6 separate regions of the Mus musculus genome follow, and all the other regions are linked to region 1. Evidence: chromatin contacts called from public ChIA-PET, Hi-C and HiChIP or PLAC-seq data. All regions are on one chromosome and are shown on one strand. The core of a region is the stretch at or near the end of the contact, and the rest is flanking DNA. Distances in the headings are between cores, read along the strand shown. Region 1 has its middle 27 kb from the start of Aadacl2fm2. Region 2 holds the start of P2ry14 (purinergic receptor P2Y, G-protein coupled, 14). Region 3 has its middle 87 kb from the start of Mbnl1. Region 4 overlaps Med12l (mediator complex subunit 12-like). Region 5 holds the start of Gpr171 (G protein-coupled receptor 171). Region 6 overlaps Med12l (mediator complex subunit 12-like).

Region 1 (2,700 bases), core at 35-2,534:
AGATTTTAAATGTTAATCAGTTTGAATTAACCAATTCCTAATATGTGCATTTGTCAAGAGACAATTATATAGTCCATAAACATAAGATTTATTACTGATAAATGCCACAATAAAATAAGGGAGATATACACTATTTAAGGCTGAAAAAAAATCTCAAATAACAAAACAAAAACAAAACCACGAAACACGAATGATAACATGGCATTAAATGGTAGATCATATCACATCTGATGTAACATTAATTCACTGTGGTTTCAGAGACAGTATGACACTTCTGAAGTTACTACTCATAATCTCTTTAGACAGAGAGTATTGCTACTGGTAACATCAAATTCCTATTCCTGGTCTTGACTAAGGGCTAAAATCCAGCAAATACTCTAACTCTTCCATTTTTTTTTTTATTTCAGTAAAGTTTTTTTTTTTTTTTTTTTTTTTTTGGTTTACATACTTAAAGAACAGATTATTAAAATAATGAGTCTGAGCAAACAAAGCTTGATGGGTGGGATCTAGTTTTCTGTGGATTCATGGTACAATCAACAATAAAACAAACAACCAGAAGTCACCACTGTTTTAATGAGAGGATATCAAGTCTGTGAAGCTTCATTAACTGCTAATCTAAAAGAGATGAGAGATATGTAGTGTGATGATTATAATGTCTCTAATCAGTACATGATAGTTTGTGTGATACCTGCTCAGGTTCAATTAATGTTAGCTGGATCCTTTAGTAATGTCATTACTTTAAAGAAGTCAATTAGAACCTTTTTTAAAAAAAGGATAAGAAAAGAATTCGCGATGATTTGTGTCTCATCATTAATGGAAGAGGGGAAGGTTGCTGATATAGTTTAGACTCATAGAGGTGAGCAAGAAAAACAGCAGGAAATGGTGCGGAAATTATCTGAAGGCTCTAAACCACTTACAAGTCTTATAGTTTCATTAAACATCATGGATGCTATTCATTGACTCTTAGAGTGGGAGAAACAGGAACACAAAACCACCCTTTTTAAGTGCTTTCTTCCAGCAAGAGGAAATAAATTTTAGTGAGTGTTGTTTTGTCAAAGGCAGTACATTTCTACTTCTCTGAAAGATAGTTTGTTTTTGATCATATGCGATAGTCTCCCTGTAACTGTTGTACCACAAGAAAAGAAGATTTGAGGGCACCCAGTCTTACTTCCATTAATCAACATTTCAGTTATTTCTGTGTTTGTAGATAGAAACAGGTATATAGTACTTACCACAGCAAGGGAACATGAAACAAAAGGGAGAGAGGTAGATTCCCCAGATGAGACACCCTAGAACCAAGTTAAATATACTTTTACACATTGTGGTTTCCCTTGTGCTCAAGGAACTTCTCTACTCAGGAAATCTGAAACACCTGACAGTGAACACTTTTTTACTTAGTAGAATCTGTTTACTTCTTTAAATGGTGAATAAAATAATCCATCTGCTAGCCTGTATCACCTCAGTGACCATCTTGGGGCAATAGGAGTTCATACAGGGCCCTTACATGAACCCTCTAAATTCCTAAGGTCAATAATGCATGATGCTAACAGGAATAGGGCATGAGAAAGCAGCCATTGTTTTCCTTTGTCCACTGGAGACCACCAAACCATCAGAAAACACTAGGCCTCAATACAACCAAACTCTTGAGTGTAACAGGTCCTCAGCACTTAGTAGGCCCTTAGCATAACTTACTAACTGATGGAAATGCCATTCAAGAAGTAAAACACATCATGTAGACAATACCACCAGCCAAACAACAACAAAAACCCTAACTCATCAAAGTTCATAATTCTGGAGCAGTTTCTTGCTTTTTGGTTTCTGTAGTTCTGCTTTTAGCTAACTGTTCTTGTTAACTGAAGTATTTTACGAAGTGAGAATTTCTGCTGTTGTTGGAGACTCAACTGTGCCTCGTGGTGTTTTTCTGAAAGTTGTTTTATGAGAAGATGTTTTGGTGAAGTAGATACGTGGTGTTTTTCTGGAAGATCTCTGGTGAAAACCACGTGATATGTTGCTGGAGTGGATGCTTGAGATGTCATGTGATGTATATATAAGCCAACACAACAGTGGAAGACACTCTGGCAAGGGTTCCCCTTACTTTCTTCCCTGGCCTTTACTTTTCTAGACATCATAGAAAGAAGTGCACAAGAGAACTGCTCACAGTATTCGAGCTCCTTGCCACTTTGGTGGATTTGAGTCAACAGGTGGAGCCTTGTTCTTTCTTCTGGACCAATCCACTGCTGCTGATTCATGTTTGGAGTTTTGCTAAGTGGACTAGACTGTAGACAACAAAGATTGGAACCATCCAAAGGAACTAAACAGGTATTTATCCCCTTTGTTCATTTAGCCATTTTCCTCTCCTACCTTTGGTTGGTGGGCTATACAGGATTTGAAACTTTTAAGAACACTTATTGAAGAAGGTTTTGAAAAATATAAGCCTACACTTTTAACTCAGGATACAGTTTTTGTGCTTTAAAGCTCACCCTGACAAAGGCTCAGGGCTACATTGGGGTCCTAAGCACTCAGTATTGTGGGATCATAAAAGGCAGTCTGTGAGGCTTGCTCTGGAGACCCAGTAGAAAATTCTACAAGTGATGGAACAGTGAGCTACATCCCCAGACACAAATACCTGATACCACAAACCCTCAACTCCATCATTCTGTGACCATCAGTCACATAGGCTGTCCAGACTCCTCCCCAGAG
Region 2 (2,700 bases), core at 92-2,591, 570 kb before region 1:
CGCCCCCCCCCCCCTTTTTGGGACTCCAATAATATTAACTATTTTCTATAACTCGATTACTGCCCTTATTATGTAAACATCCAGCTAAAGGGCTAGCCAGTTCTGCACAGTCTTGCATTTCTCTCCTATTCATGCATAAATTACATTTTTTATTAGTCATAGTCATTGTATGCTAGAGACAAGGAAATAGATTGGGAGCCGGATGGTTTCTCTGAGTACTAGTCTTGCCCTTTAATTAGACAAGTCACCTTGACTCTGAAACTTGCTAAACTCAGTTTCAGATTGGTAAGACAGAGACATACAGAGATTTTTTTTTCCAGTGTCCCCTGCCTATTCGGAACACCCAGTGACCTGACGATCTGACAGCATGTGTTCCAAGTCTTAAAGGTGGAGGACAGTAACCTATGAGCTCAGTGCATGGACCTGTTAACTAGAAATCCTCCCTGTCATATAAAATCATGACATGCTGTCACAGTGTCTCTTGGCTCTTGTGCACATGACATGAGCTAAAGGCAGAGAAGGGTCTTCTTTATTTTTAGGAAGAGTGGTCATAGGTATTTTATACCCCAACCCATAACAATTTCTTGTGATTAGCTAATATTTTAAAGTTGTCAGGATATAGTAAATACTGAATTTACTTCTTTTAAACTTCCTTCAGCATGAGGGCACGCTGTGGTTGAGTCTCAAAACCTCTCCCTACAGTTGCAAGTTTACAAATTTTCCATCAAATGAGGTTTTTTTTTTTAACCTATCAATCTTTAGGTGGTTGAATAAATAAACTAGAGCTTACCATAAGTATATTTTAGGTTACAAAAATGTTAGTCAGGCTTCATTTAAGTTACTTTACAATTTACAGAAAAGTAGACTATAGATGGAACTTTGTAAGTATCTTCTTCATCCTCGCCACTCGTGAATTGAAACTAAAACCACTCTTTACGTATTTTTTTTTAAGCCTTAGAGGAAGAAATCAGAACTTAAGGATCAAGGAAATGAAAATATAAACCCTAAGACACAAGCACCAGGAGGCCACTCTGATTCCTCTTTCTCTCTTTTGAAATTAGAGTGTGACTTACCATTGCGTCCCCGTCCCCATCCGTAGCCCAGGCATCAGTGTGTCTGGAGGACAGCAGGGACTCCCTTACATGAACTCCTTCACGTCTGGCTTCAGCTCTGCTGGGGTGGCGGCCTTCATGCTCTGTATTTGTTTTCTTTCCTAAGCATTTTAGTTATTGAGCTGCCTTTGCTCCGAGGGTTGCGTCATAACCCAGCTGCACTTGTCCCCTTCACAGGATCAGATAACTCCTTTTAACCCCATCTCTGCTACTGCACACTGCTATTCTGCATCAGCCTGAGAGCTTGCTTAAAAGAGGAACTCCCAATTCCTAGTCCGTGAGCCCACAGAAGAAAATCATGCTTCATTACCTTGCTGAACGTAGGGAAAGTCCAGTCTCACCTATAAATCCAGTGTTCCATTCATCACATAGGAACAATTTCGGAGACTCAAAGTGCAGAAAGCCATCTTACTTTGGGATTACCTGTAGTCTTTGACTCTACCCTGAACTGGATGGAATTTTCCTACTTACCAATTCTTCTGGCCTCCACAGTCCCTGTAGGTAAGATTGGTTCAGCGACTTAGTATAACATCTGACTGGTACTGAGGGAAATGTACTTTGCTTTTTAGCTTGGGCTGTTCATGTTGACAAGCGGGAAGTGCTGCATTAGGGCTCAAACCAAAACATTTAAAGTACCCTCTGAAATGTTGATGGCTCGCCAAATTCCTGAGCATCCAGCAGTACAGATTTCCACCAGCTTTTGGAGGCCGGCTCTAGTTTGTGCTTATATAAGTTGGAGCTGATGTAGATTTGCTAAGGGTTACAGATTGTCAAGGCCTGATCAAGGGTAAACAGCATGAAGGGGTGTGTGAAGAGGGAGAGGAACCCAGCCGGCAGGAGGATGGATTGTTCCCATGTCTAGCCATGACCTTTTGTGTGAAGCTGTAGTAATAATAGCTACAGTGTTCTCTGTTTGGATTCATTTTAAAGTTTTGATTCACATGGTTTTAACTAGCTAAGGTTCCCCCACTCCCCTTTGCTTTATTTTTTCTGGAAAACTGAACATTTATCTGAGAGTAAAGCACACCTGTGTGGGTGTCCACAGGAGCCTTGCCCTGTACTGGCAATGCAGCAACAGATGAGCAGAGAGTGGTTCAAAAGATGCCAGCCCCCTCTTTGGGACACACATGCCCTGTCCTTGTGGGATGCTAATTGTGCCCAGTCTGCACCATCCTTTAGTGGTGCGTAGGGACTTCCGACCTTTCTCCAGTTTATCAGCACAACTCCGGTCTGATTTTGGATAGCACTATTTCCATGTTGGTTTGCTAACTGACCTGTTTCTGAGTATTTAACAAATTGTTCCCATGGATTTTTTTTTTTTTTTTTTTTTTTGCTCTCCAGTTGTACTCTGGATTAACACAATACCACACCATCTCTCTGTACCATTATGCCGAGGTTCCTCCATGTGCTTAAGCCAACTTTGAATGCTTCCACCCAGCACTGGACCTGGAGCATTTTCTCTGGTCTTTCTTAGATTTCTCTCTCTTTTTTTTTTGGTCTCACCATTTTCCCCTCCCGCCCAACTCTGTCTTACCGAATCAAAAGTAAAAGTTCCTCAAACTGTCTCGTATCTCCTAAGCAACTATCA
Region 3 (2,700 bases), core at 79-2,578, 710 kb after region 1:
ATACACTCTTCTCTGTTTCCATTCAGAACAGGGCAGGCCTCGCAGGGATATCAATGAACTAGGGCATAACATGTTACAGTAAGTCTAGGCCTTACACCCTCAAATAAAGGCTGGACAAGGCAATCCAGTAGGAGAAAAGGGGTCCCAAAAGCAGGCCCAAAACTCAGAGACAACACCTACTCCCACTATTAGGAGTATTGGGGTATAGGTAGCTTGTTAAGACCACTAGAATAGACCTAAAATAATATATTCCACCTGGTCTAAAAAGCTTTTAAGATGTGGCTTCAAATTACATCTTCAGTTCTTGTTCAGCTCTTGAAATACTGGGCATTCCAGTTCTACAAGAACACCAAGTTATCCAACCATAGCACATATGAGGAGAACCTAATGAAGACCTATATAGGATCCTTGGTTGCTGCTTCAGTCTCTGTGAGCATCTATTAGCCCTGCTTGGTTGGTTATGTGATCCATTTTCTTGTGGTATCTTCTAGCCATCTGGCTCCAACAATCTTCCTCCTCCATTCCTGCAGGACTCCTGAGGTCCACCTAATGTTTGACTGCAGGTTTCTACATCTGCTCCTATCAGTTGCTGGATGTAGCCTCTGTGGTGACAATTATCTTAAGTTTCAGTCTACGAATATATCAGAATATCATTAGTAATTATTCCATTGACTTTTGGGGTGTGTAGGGATAGAGGGAGAGAGTACTGGGGGAGATGACTGAAATGCAAGGTCGATGTAGAAATCTAGTGCAATGGAAACTCCCTAAAATCTATGAGGATGACTCTAGTGAAAACTAGTAATTGGAGAGATAGAATCTAAATATGAGCTAGTCATTTTCTGTACCCAGACTAGGCTTCCAGGATGGGACTGGGACATCAACCCAGATGCAAAACCTTTGACTTACAATTTGTCCTACCTATAAGATGTGCTTGGGGAAAAGTGGCTTAGAACTTGTGTGAGTGGCCAACCAATGATTGGTCCAGCTTTAAACCCATGCCCTGAGAGGGAGCCCATGCCTCACACTGCCTAGATGGCAAGGAACCAAAGGTTGGATAGGCCAGAGCCCTAGGATAGAACCAAATACATCTGGAAACAAAAGTGAATGAAATTATTTCTAATGATATTCTGCTATACACATTTAGCATCTTAAATCTTTCTGCTGACCTGCTAGACTACTGGAACAGACCTAAAATAATCTATTCTACTGGTCTAAAAAGTCCTTTAAGATGTGGCTTCAAACTGCCTCTTCAGTCCACATTCAGCTCTGTAAATGCTCGGCAGTCTGAGTCTGCCTCAAACACACCAACTGCTGTGTTGTTTCTAAACCAGCTTGTCAATGACACGTGTCTGTCGGTGCTGTACCCACATCCTCATCCTGTGTGCTCTGGTGTTGAAGATAATGCCCTCAGAAACCTGTTCCCAAGTCCCTGGCAAGCTAAACACTACTTTTTCTCTACTAGAGTAGTTTGTGCTTCTTTTTTGTTTGTTTTTGTTTTGTTTTGTTTTGTTTCCTAAAGAGGGTTTCTCAATGTATCCCTGAACCAGGCTGGCCCCAAATTCAGAGACTCACCTGCCTCTGGTATAAAAGGCATGGCCACCACCACATAGCTTGTGCTTCATTTTTAATAAAGTTTTAAGGTTACTCAAAGTTTCCTAGGTCTCCTCCAACATACAACACACAATTTTGAAAAGTTAAAACTACAAGTACTTATTAGGTAAAAAGATTAGTGAGTTTTACTGAGGATATAATGTGTATGGTGTTTCTCTCTGCTACTGACATGAATCAGAGGACCTTTCTAAGAATGTTGAGGCTTTCAGCACTCAGGGAACCCCAAGGAAGAAGAGGTAGAAAGAATGTAAGAGCCAGAGGGAGTGGGGGACACCAAGCAAACAGACCTTCTCAATCAATATGATCAATGCACATGTGCAAGAGCTCACAGAAACTGAGGCAGTGCGCACAGGTCTGCAAGGGTCCACCACATGTAGATTCCCAGTGCAGAAAACAGAGGACACAGGCTGTCCTCCCTAACCAAGAAGCAATCGCCAATTGATAGCCACTTGAAAATGAAAATTTAGTTTCTTCCAGGGGAGTCTCACTAAGAAAACAAACTATTCTTAAGCAGTAGAGAGGCAACAGAAAACTCAATTGCAGATTGGAGTTTCCTTGCATCATAATATCATCAGGACTCTTCCTGACTGTTTATTCTAATTTTATCTGATTATTTTTTAATTTTTATTTTATTTACATTTTTCTTTTCTTTTTACCTTACAGGTCCTTTCCATAGATATAACTTCCTGTTTAGTGTTTTTATGGCATTCTGGAATATGAAAATGAACTGGGTCTCTGTGTCTGTATGTGTTTCTTGTTCCTTCTCATAAGATTCTCCTTTACAGGGCTAATATCCAATATATGTAAAGAACTCAAGAAGTTGGACTCCAGAAAACCAAACAAACCTATTTTAAAATGGGGTACAGAGCTAAACAAAGAATTCTCAACCGAGGAATTCCAAATGGCTGAGAAGCACCTAAAGAAATGTTTAACATCCTTAATCATCAGTGAAATGCAAATCAAAATGACCCTGAGATTCCACCTCACACCAGTCAGAATGGCTAAGATCAAAAATTCAGGTGACAGCAGATGCTGGCGAGGATGTGGAGAAAGAGGAACACTCTTCAATTGCTGGTGGAATTGCAAGCT
Region 4 (2,700 bases), core at 196-2,695, 620 kb before region 1:
TTAGTTCACGCTTCCTAACTTTTAATCTGGGAGGATATCTGTATGGACGGCCCCTTCTGTAACATTAAATATTTAAACATTAATGTTTAAATACTTAAAATGTTAAGTTTATAGCATTAACATCTTTAAAACGTGGCTTTAGTTTTTAATATGCATTTATATTAAGGCATGTATTTATGTATAAGTTTGCAAGTGACAGTTTTACTTGTCCATTTACAATTTTAAATAATGATAACAGACGGTTTTACTTGTCCACTGAACCAAAGAATCAACCTCCCCTCCCCTCCCCTTCCCTCCCCTCCCCTCTCCTCCCCTCCCCTTCCCCTCTCCTCCCCTCTTTTTCTGTTCCCTTTCTTTTTCCCTTCTTATTTGGAGATAAGGTCCTCTGTGGCTCAGGGAGACTTCTGAACTCCAAATCTTCCTGCCTTGCCTGCTTAGTGCTGAGATTGCTGGCGTGTGCCACCGTGCCTGGCTCAGGAGCCACTGTTTTCCTGAGCACTGAGTTACTTGTTATTCCTGGAATTCACATGTAAATATTGGATGGTAGCTGTGTGGCTTAGAGCAAGTTACTCACAGTTGTGTGCTCAGAGTTTTCGCATAGTTATACAACACTTGAGCATGAATATCCATTGAGATTATAAAACATAATAAGTATGTTCCAAAAATTGCTACTGTGGCCAGTAATAAAATAGCTTATATTTTATTGGAAGAACCAACATTATGTACCTGTTCTCTAGTAAGATGGAGATATATTGAGTGGTTGGTTAAGACTCAGATATGTATCTCCCATCTTTAAAATGTACCTCCTTTTTTTCTTGGGTCCTATAATTTGTCCAGGATTGATGTTGCATGCGTGGTGGGAGATAAAGTTAGCAACCTCTCTCTAGTCATGGTGGTTTGATGTTTGCTTTTACAAGGGGTGTTCTTTCTCATACCAGCTGGGGGGACCTCAGCCCCTCCTGTCTCTGTAGTCCTTGCAGACTGCTTTGTAATGGCTAAGAGGGAAATCTGATCCTTCACATCCTTGTAGGAGGTGGAGAGTCCTGATTTGCGTACAGCCTCAGCTTCAATAGTCAGCTAAAGTCCGTTAGAAATTGTAGAGTACAGGTGAGAACATTTGACACCAGGCTCTGCCTGTGGTGAGAGGAGCTGACCCTGCCCGTGCTGGGGGCACGCTTTCACTAATAGCTCATGGAATGTGAGCTGCTTTTACTCTTTCCCTGCTGGGGCGGTGTCAACTTGAGTGCTGCTGTAAAGAAGGTAGGGAATGCACCTTGTGTTTTAGTATTTTTTCCACTCTGTGTCTTATAAAAGGAAGAAATTCTCGCATTCAATTCAGAGCTCAGAGGCTGTCTGACAGTGGCCTCTGGGCCCAGCAGTCACCTGAGGGGAGTGAACCACGGAGCCCTCAGCTTCCCGGTACTGACTAGGCAGTTACTGGTGACCTCATCTCCAGGCCGCCAGGTGGGGAGGGCCCCACAGCTTTGCAGAGCTCTTGGACCACTTCCTTCCTCTTGGCCTCTCTGCTTTTGATCCTGCCTGGTGTGAGAGCAGAGGCTGCACTGCACGTTTGGGCGCTTCAGGAACGTGGAGAAGAGGGAAGACCCAAGGGTGGCAGGCAGGAAAAGCTGCTTTTCAATTCTCTTTCTGGGGCCCCTGTGAACAGACTTCTTTCCAAGTAATGAAACAGCCAGGCCAGATGCCCCAGCCAGAGCAGAGTGCTTCAGGACAGCACAGCATGGGTCGTTTTCTCAGTCTCTGCTCCTAGTATCACCATGAAACTCCAACCGCAAAACCTACATAGTGCTTGTTTATGATGGTTTCATACCAGTTTGTGCTCAAAGTTTAGAGTTCTTAGGTAACAGAAGTCTCAAGTTCAGCATGTCCTGTACTTACCTGAGTCCACCCGGTTTAGGCATTGTGCTTGATTACTGTCACCAGAAATAGGAGGGCTTTGTTTCTTTCTTGGCTGTGCTTGGGCACAGTTACCTTTCTCAGACGCCTGCTCTGTGATGTCAGGGGCTGTGCCTTATGCCTTCCATCACATCCTTAGTCCCTGGCCTCATGCCTGCCACATCATTCCAAGGATGTGGGTGTGTTTTCTTACTTTGGGCTTCTGAGCTCACTGAAAGGCTGCTGGTATGGTGACAGGGAGGAGGATATACCACTAGGATTTGTCTTGAAGGAGAGGGGTTCACGGATTCATGAAAGGTGTATTACAGTTGGTGTACAGTCAGACAAGAGAGGAAGGTATTTGCAAGTGGAGGCAGGGGCATGGCTGACAGGAAGCCCCTCAGCTGTGAAATCAGCAGGCTTTGAGGTACCTGTGGATAATTTGCTTACATTTATAAAAGGGCATGTCATTGCTAGATGACATAAGATGTTGTGAACCCATTATTAGTGCAGCATTAAGTATTCATAGTGCCTCTCATGTAACTAGGCACTTAATAGCAATAGCTACTTAATGTAAGGAAAACAAGTCCATATAAGTATAAGCCAAGGAGGTACCATCAAGTATGTCAGTCAGTTTTCCATTGCTGGGACAGAATACTTAACTGAGGGAAGATTTATTTTGGATCATTATATTGTAGAGGTTTTACCCCATGGTTACTGGGCCTGATGTCTCTGGGTCTATAGTGGATATGAATAATCATGGAGGGGAGTATGTGGTATGCTGATGGAGAGCAGAAGGAGAAGAGG
Region 5 (2,700 bases), core at 153-2,652, 600 kb before region 1:
ATTCTAATCTTCAGTCCACTTAAGCATGTGGTAGAATTTTAGAAGCGTGGCACTTTAATGTTAGATATGTTCTTTATCAATGACTATTTACCAGTTCTCAAATCAATTGAGGCTGCAAAGTGCTCTGGATTTCTGTAGCCTTTACCCTTCTCTGTTTTTCTGAGTCTTGTCTATTGACCTGTGGGCCTGAAGGAGACCCTTCATGTCTGAATGCCACTTCAGGCTTCTCTGACTTCCTTATAGGCGTTTCAGATGTTATATAGTGTCAGTAAAATAGTTATTTGTTTCTGTGAGTGCTGGATTGCCTGAATAATTATATGGCAAACTCTCATTTTATTGGTACAGATTATAGTAAAGAAAAATATTATAATAGCTTGTCAAGATTGGCATTCTCTGTAATTAGAACTGACCATCTGTTGCAGAGTGGAGTAACTTACAGTGGGTTACAGTGTAACCACTCATTCAGTAATGCGGAAGAGTTTGAGTGCTCTGCACTTGCTTTTATTAAATTGTGTCTAGAACGCCAGGAAAAATAGTTCCTCAAAACCTTGCATATATTGATGAGAGGCAAAATTGTACTATAGTAGCATCCCATGCTCTCTGTCATAAATCTGAAATCTAAGAGCTTGATAAACATTGTGACAACAATATCCATACAAAGTAGGTGTGCTTGGCAGTACTCCAGCAAAATGAAGAACAGACTTTAAATATCTCTATGGTCCTTTCTCATAGATTGCTTATTCCTTGGGGTGTAAAACTTAACTAAACTAAATGAAAACTTAGAAGGTTTTCCATGGGAGTCATTTTTGACATGTTTTGAAATTTGCTAATGTCGGACTGGTAGAGGAAAGTCTGGTTAAGATCTACTGGGGAGATATAACATGGCCTTGCTTATCATCAATCTAGCTAGAAAACAGTAGCTCGTTACCCTTGCCTGAGTTATTAGTCTAATTTGAACTGTAGTTTTTAAAAGACAGATGAGACCAAAGAAAGCAGGAAGTGCTGTTAGAAGCCCACAGATCAGATCTAATTACAGTTTGTTTAATAGTGGTTGCCCTACCACTCCAAAGCCTTGGGACTTTTGACTCTTTCTCTTGCAACACTGAAAATCCTGACATTGGTTTCTATGAGGAAAAAAAATGGAATGAGCTCATTGAAAAGGACGTACCTGGCTGTGTCTTCTCTGGCCTGAGAAGGCCAGGGTCCTGGCTGTCTTTTCTGGCCTAAGCAGGCCTGGGTCCAGGTTGTACCTGGCTGTGTCGTCTCTGGCCTGAGAAGGCCTGGGTCCTGGCTGTCTTCTCTGGCCTGAGTAGGCCCAGGTCCAGGTCTTCAGAGAATCAGGAGCTATTTAGTTACCCACAGTGACAGCAGTTCCATTTTGCAGGGTCGCCTGCTGAACTAAGAATTTCCTTTCCTTCTTGTGTGGTTTTAAAATGCTAGAGATTGACGTAGATGAAACTGTGGTTTGCAAATGGTCTAAACTGTATGAAAGTCTCCTGAGGAAGTTTTTGTAAGAAAACAATTTCATCTGTCTAAGTAACTCAAATTTGTCAGTTACTGTTTTAGGAAAAAGAATTTTAAATTATCCATGATAACGTCTTGCCTCATGTATCTTTTTTTTTTTTAAAGTAAAAGTACCACATACTGTTCTGTTTCATAATAGTTTTTTAAAAAAATAGTGTTAAACTCTTGAAACTGGTATTGAGTTTATGAATTAAAGACAGTAAGGTACCTAAGCAGATAGTTTTTTAGTTACTGATATCAGTACTTCAGAGGTACAATTATTAAGTAATATTGTTGCAGCTTGTATTTATTTAAGGTATTTGTTGATTGAAAAATAACACAACCACATTGTGGCTGGCAGACACCTGTAGCCCCAGCATTTGGGAGGCTGAGTCAGGGTGATAGCCACAAATCTGAGGCAGCCTGGGCTCCATGGTGAATGTAAAACCAGTCTAGGCTATCTTGTGAGGCCATCTGGAAATTAACACCGTATAGAGTCTGGTATGGTATAGTTACCTTTTTGTTGTTCATGATAGAAAAACATTTTTCTACATTTATTATTTTGTATGTATGCATGTGAGGTACATGTGTGTCAGAGCGTGTTTGTGGAGTTCATATGACAGCACTGAGGAATCGGTTCCCCTTCCACCATACAGGGTTATACTCAAGTTGTCAGGCATGGTGGCCAGCACGTTTCAATCCGTTGAGCCAGCTTGACAGCTCCAGTTTAGAAACAAAATCTTGAAATAAAATAAAAGAACACCGTTAGAAGAACAGAGAGATAACCGCTGTTCCCTTTCTTGGTTTATGGATTTAAGCTTTATTTCTGCGTTTACATGAACCACATAAATGTGACTGTACAGGTGATTAGAGATTTTCCTTCACAGATATGCTACATGTAATCCGGGGAGGTGGCACAGCAGGTTAGAGCACTTGCCATACAAGTCTGATAAACCAAATTCAATCCCTAGAGCGTGGGGAGCGAGAGGAGAGACTCACTGTATGAACTTGGCCTTTGACTGGCACTTGTGTACCATGACACACACATATTCACACTCACATACACATAATCCTAATATTACACTTCTAAGTGTTAAGGAACACATGTCACCTGCTTTCCATGTTATGAGACTGAAAACAATCAGAAAGTATTTCTCGTCTTGACATAAACAGCTTGATAAGTTGGGGCATTTATTT
Region 6 (2,700 bases), core at 139-2,638, 530 kb before region 1:
CTTCATTCAGCCTTCAATTTAATTTTTCAGACAGAATCTCCCAGTAAGTGTAGGAATCACTGATTGGCTAGACTAGCTGCCCAGGGAGGCCCAGGGATGCTCTTGGCACTGCTTCCCCTGAGGTGGGTCACCAGCGTGCACTGTTGGGCCTGCCATTTTATATGTGGGCTGGGATCTGAACTGAGCTGCTCCCACTTGCAGAGCAAGCACGTTACCAATTGAGCCACATCCCTAGCCTCTTAAGTATCATTCCTAATGCTATATAACTTATAAACCCTTTTTTCAAGTATGGAAACAGTTTCGATGTTACTGTCCTGTTGCTGCTGCATGTACTGTTTTGTACACTGGTTTTTATGAGTGTTCTGGATCTTAGTCTTTCTCTTAGCTTTTTGGTATTTCATAATATGTTTCATTGTCTCTGCCAGTGAACATTTATATAAGTATGCATGTTCCAGTGACGTAATTTTAACCACATAGTATCCATTTATTGAATCATGTAATGTTTTATAAAGTGTTCGTGTGTGTGTGTCTGTGTATGTATATGTGTGTAGGCATAACCACATCACCACATGTGTCTGGAGGTCAGGCAACTTTAACGAGTTGGTTCTCTTCTGCCACCTTGTGGGATTGGGGGATTGTGTTTAGGTGGGCGAGACTGAACATTACATACACACCCTTACTCTCTGAGCCATCTTACTGGCCCAAATTATGTACATTTTCTAAAAGTTCTTTTAAGAAAGACTTTGTTGGCGTGTGGCTTATGGTAGTGCATGCGTGTAGCTACTTGGTTTTGTATAGATAGGGGTGGGTCCACCAGGCATTGAGAAACACACGGGGTTAAGGATACAGAAGCTTAGGGACAAGGCCCAGTATAAACTCTGGTAGTCGCAGGAAGAGGGTTTGGACATTGACCCTAGTGTGTGCAGTGCTTGTGGAAAGGTAGTTGTTGTTTGTGGAGGCATGGAATTGAAAGAACGATGACTACTCTGTGGTATAGACATAGGGTCCTAAATGTCATGCTGTGTGTGGTCTTTGTGATTCCGTATGCTGAGGTATTTTAAGGATGTCTGCCAAAGTAATTTGAAAGGAGCTTCTAAAAAGTCTAACCTTGCTGTGACACATTGCATGCAGAGCATGGCTGTGCTTCCCGGTATGACACACAAAATCCTGCTGGAACCTGTTGGCTTGGAGTAATGAAGAATGAGGGCATTATTCAATCTCTGCCACACGATAGAAGTCTCATGTTGCCAAACTATACCTTCTGCTAAAGACGGATAGCCTTAGGGATTCACTGTCGTTTTGTCTCTTCATCTGAGCATGATGGAGGAGCAATTGTCTAATGTAGTGCTACCACCTTCTGGCAGGCTGAAAGAGATCAGTTTATAACATGGTTCCTGTGTGGGGCATTTGTGTGGTAATGCACAGCACACAGAGCCTCACTTGGATGTGGGTCCTGATGAAGCACAGTGCTACTTAAATGTCAGCCAGATGTCACTCCAGCAGGATCTTGGTGTTCCTGGAAGCCTTGATGTTAGCAAAGGTTCAAAGTTGAGAACCTTAATTGTTACAGACCAGAAACTCCTGCACATGTGTTTCATCTTTGTGTGTCCTTTTGGAAAAAGATGTCAAGAAATCAGAAGCAGGTGTTCTGTGTTTTAACTTAAGTTAGAAAGATCACGTTTCTCCTTATCTGCTTGGATCCCAAGAAGGAACTCAACTGTCATAATACTTGGAAGTGTTTGGATACATCTGGGGGGGGGGGAGAGGGGGGCTCTGTTTTGGAATCATTCTTAGCGACGGTGGGCAGTGACCGTTCTTGATGGCTTCTCTGATTTGATATCCTCAGTGTCCAGTACTACAGGAAGTACTTAAAAGACTGCTTAGTGAATATACTAGGAACCTATTATTGGAAGAGGGACTGGTCTATTGAGTGTTCTGTAACTGAGAGGAAACGCAGGCATAGAATTAGTCTGCAGACAGTGAGGGTCATGCCCTGGTGTTAGATCATCTCTTTGCTCCTTTCCTGTCTCTGCTCTTCAGAGCCTGCTCTGTAGGGATCTGAAGCCAGATATGCTTAGCAGTTCACACTGCTACAGACTGGGGAGGGCAAGGCGACCCTTGGTGTGATAGTTTATTTATTAGGACTCTCACTGCTAGTCTTTCTGGCCAGGGGATGGAACAAGTTTGGAAAGTAAGCTTTGAAAACTCAAGGAGAGTCCCCAGCTGGGATGAAACTGAAGAAATTCCATAGGGGATAAACTCAGAGTTGTCCAGGAAAATAAAGGCTGCTTATCATGCTGGGGTGATGTGTGGGAGGAGCAGGGCTCAGCAAGTTTGTGGTGTGGAGACTTGCCTGAGGGTTAACTGCAAGTTAGAGGAAGTGCTTCAGTGATCCCAAGCCAGGGTGTGTGCTTTCTTAAACTGTTTAGGAGCCATTTTCTTTCTCCTCAGCAAACTGATATGGGCAGAGTACATAATTCTAGATTCTGTGTGTGGGTTTCTGCAATTAATACTGTACAGGTTACTCATCTCTCTAGTTACCTTCTTTGTAGTTTGGGGTACTTTTTGTCATTTGAGATGGTTCCATAGAGTCTAGGCTGGCCTCCAACTTCCTGGGTAGTCAAGGGTGACCTTGAACTCACCTTGCTTCTTCCACCTCTCCTAAATTGGAATTGCAAACATGTGACACCAAAACTGGCA

What was found. A called contact is a pair of places that touch in the nucleus more often than the background predicts. ChIA-PET counts read pairs in DNA pulled down with a chosen protein or histone mark. HiChIP or PLAC-seq counts read pairs in DNA pulled down with a chosen protein or histone mark.
Region 2: an RNA polymerase II ChIA-PET map of effector CD8 T cells shows a contact between it and region 1, with 6 times the contacts expected there. The contact joins the promoter of P2ry14 here to the enhancer-like site in region 1. A contact is called at or near these places in 1 of 39 promoter capture datasets (the C10 cell line), 1 of 15 datasets of contacts at CTCF or cohesin (CD8 T cells), 6 of 115 datasets of contacts at active chromatin or transcription factors (CD8 T cells, bone marrow-derived macrophages, effector CD8 T cells and 2 more) and 1 of 9 other capture datasets (macrophages).
Region 3: a Hi-C map of CD8 T cells shows a contact between it and region 1, with 7 times the contacts expected there. The contact joins two enhancer-like sites. A contact is called at or near these places in 2 of 484 Hi-C or Micro-C datasets (CD4 T cells and CD8 T cells) and 1 of 115 datasets of contacts at active chromatin or transcription factors (memory CD8 T cells).
Region 4: a BATF HiChIP or PLAC-seq map of CD8 T cells shows a contact between it and region 1, with 10 read pairs. The contact joins two enhancer-like sites. A contact is called at or near these places in 1 of 39 promoter capture datasets (neural stem cells), 3 of 15 datasets of contacts at CTCF or cohesin (CD8 T cells, the NIH/3T3 cell line and large pre-B cells) and 4 of 115 datasets of contacts at active chromatin or transcription factors (CD8 T cells, T-cell acute lymphoblastic leukemia, effector CD8 T cells and 1 more).
Region 5: an RNA polymerase II ChIA-PET map of memory CD8 T cells shows a contact between it and region 1, with 111 read pairs. The contact joins the promoter of Gpr171 here to the enhancer-like site in region 1. A contact is called at or near these places in 5 of 39 promoter capture datasets (the 3T3-L1 cell line, embryonic stem cells, neural stem cells and 1 more), 3 of 115 datasets of contacts at active chromatin or transcription factors (T-cell acute lymphoblastic leukemia, effector CD8 T cells and memory CD8 T cells) and 3 of 9 other capture datasets (adipose tissue, embryonic stem cells and liver).
Region 6: a BATF HiChIP or PLAC-seq map of CD8 T cells shows a contact between it and region 1, with 7 read pairs. The contact joins two enhancer-like sites. A contact is called at or near these places in 1 of 15 datasets of contacts at CTCF or cohesin (the NIH/3T3 cell line), 1 of 115 datasets of contacts at active chromatin or transcription factors (CD8 T cells) and 2 of 9 other capture datasets (embryonic stem cells and macrophages).

Annotation. Positions count from the first base shown.
Region 1 is chr3:59,701,602-59,704,301 of GRCm38.p6, forward strand. No RefSeq gene overlaps it. Among named protein-coding and RNA genes, the nearest start is that of Aadacl2fm2, 27 kb to the right of the region's middle. Within about 2 kb of position 1,285, at least 21 of the 459 cell types and tissues checked have an H3K27ac peak or open chromatin away from gene starts, as enhancers often do. A contact at or near this core is called in CD8 T cells, effector CD8 T cells and memory CD8 T cells, where this site is marked.
Region 2 is chr3:59,129,421-59,132,120 of GRCm38.p6, forward strand. It overlaps P2ry14 (purinergic receptor P2Y, G-protein coupled, 14), which reads right to left and starts at 1,342. Exons shown (of 2, transcript NM_001287124.1): 1 at 1,074-1,342. The coding sequence starts at 1,076. All of the region lies in intron 15 of Med12l (mediator complex subunit 12-like), which reads left to right.
Region 3 is chr3:60,412,618-60,415,317 of GRCm38.p6, forward strand. No RefSeq gene overlaps it. Among named protein-coding and RNA genes, the nearest start is that of Mbnl1, 87 kb to the right of the region's middle. Within about 2 kb of position 1,329, at least 98 of the 459 cell types and tissues checked have an H3K27ac peak or open chromatin away from gene starts, as enhancers often do. A contact at or near this core is called in CD8 T cells and memory CD8 T cells, where this site is marked.
Region 4 is chr3:59,079,641-59,082,340 of GRCm38.p6, forward strand. The region is part of intron 10 of Med12l (mediator complex subunit 12-like); the gene reads left to right. Among named protein-coding and RNA genes, the nearest start is that of Gpr171, 21 kb to the right of the region's middle. Within about 2 kb of position 1,446, at least 80 of the 459 cell types and tissues checked have an H3K27ac peak or open chromatin away from gene starts, as enhancers often do. A contact at or near this core is called in CD8 T cells, where this site is marked.
Region 5 is chr3:59,100,419-59,103,118 of GRCm38.p6, forward strand. Gpr171 (G protein-coupled receptor 171) reads right to left here and starts at 1,403. Exons shown (of 2, transcript NM_173398.3): 1 at 1,169-1,403. All of the region lies in intron 15 of Med12l (mediator complex subunit 12-like), which reads left to right.
Region 6 is chr3:59,168,078-59,170,777 of GRCm38.p6, forward strand. All of the region lies in intron 15 of Med12l (mediator complex subunit 12-like), which reads left to right. Among named protein-coding and RNA genes, the nearest start is that of F630111L10Rik, 16 kb to the left of the region's middle. Within about 2 kb of position 1,389, at least 22 of the 459 cell types and tissues checked have an H3K27ac peak or open chromatin away from gene starts, as enhancers often do. A contact at or near this core is called in CD8 T cells, where this site is marked.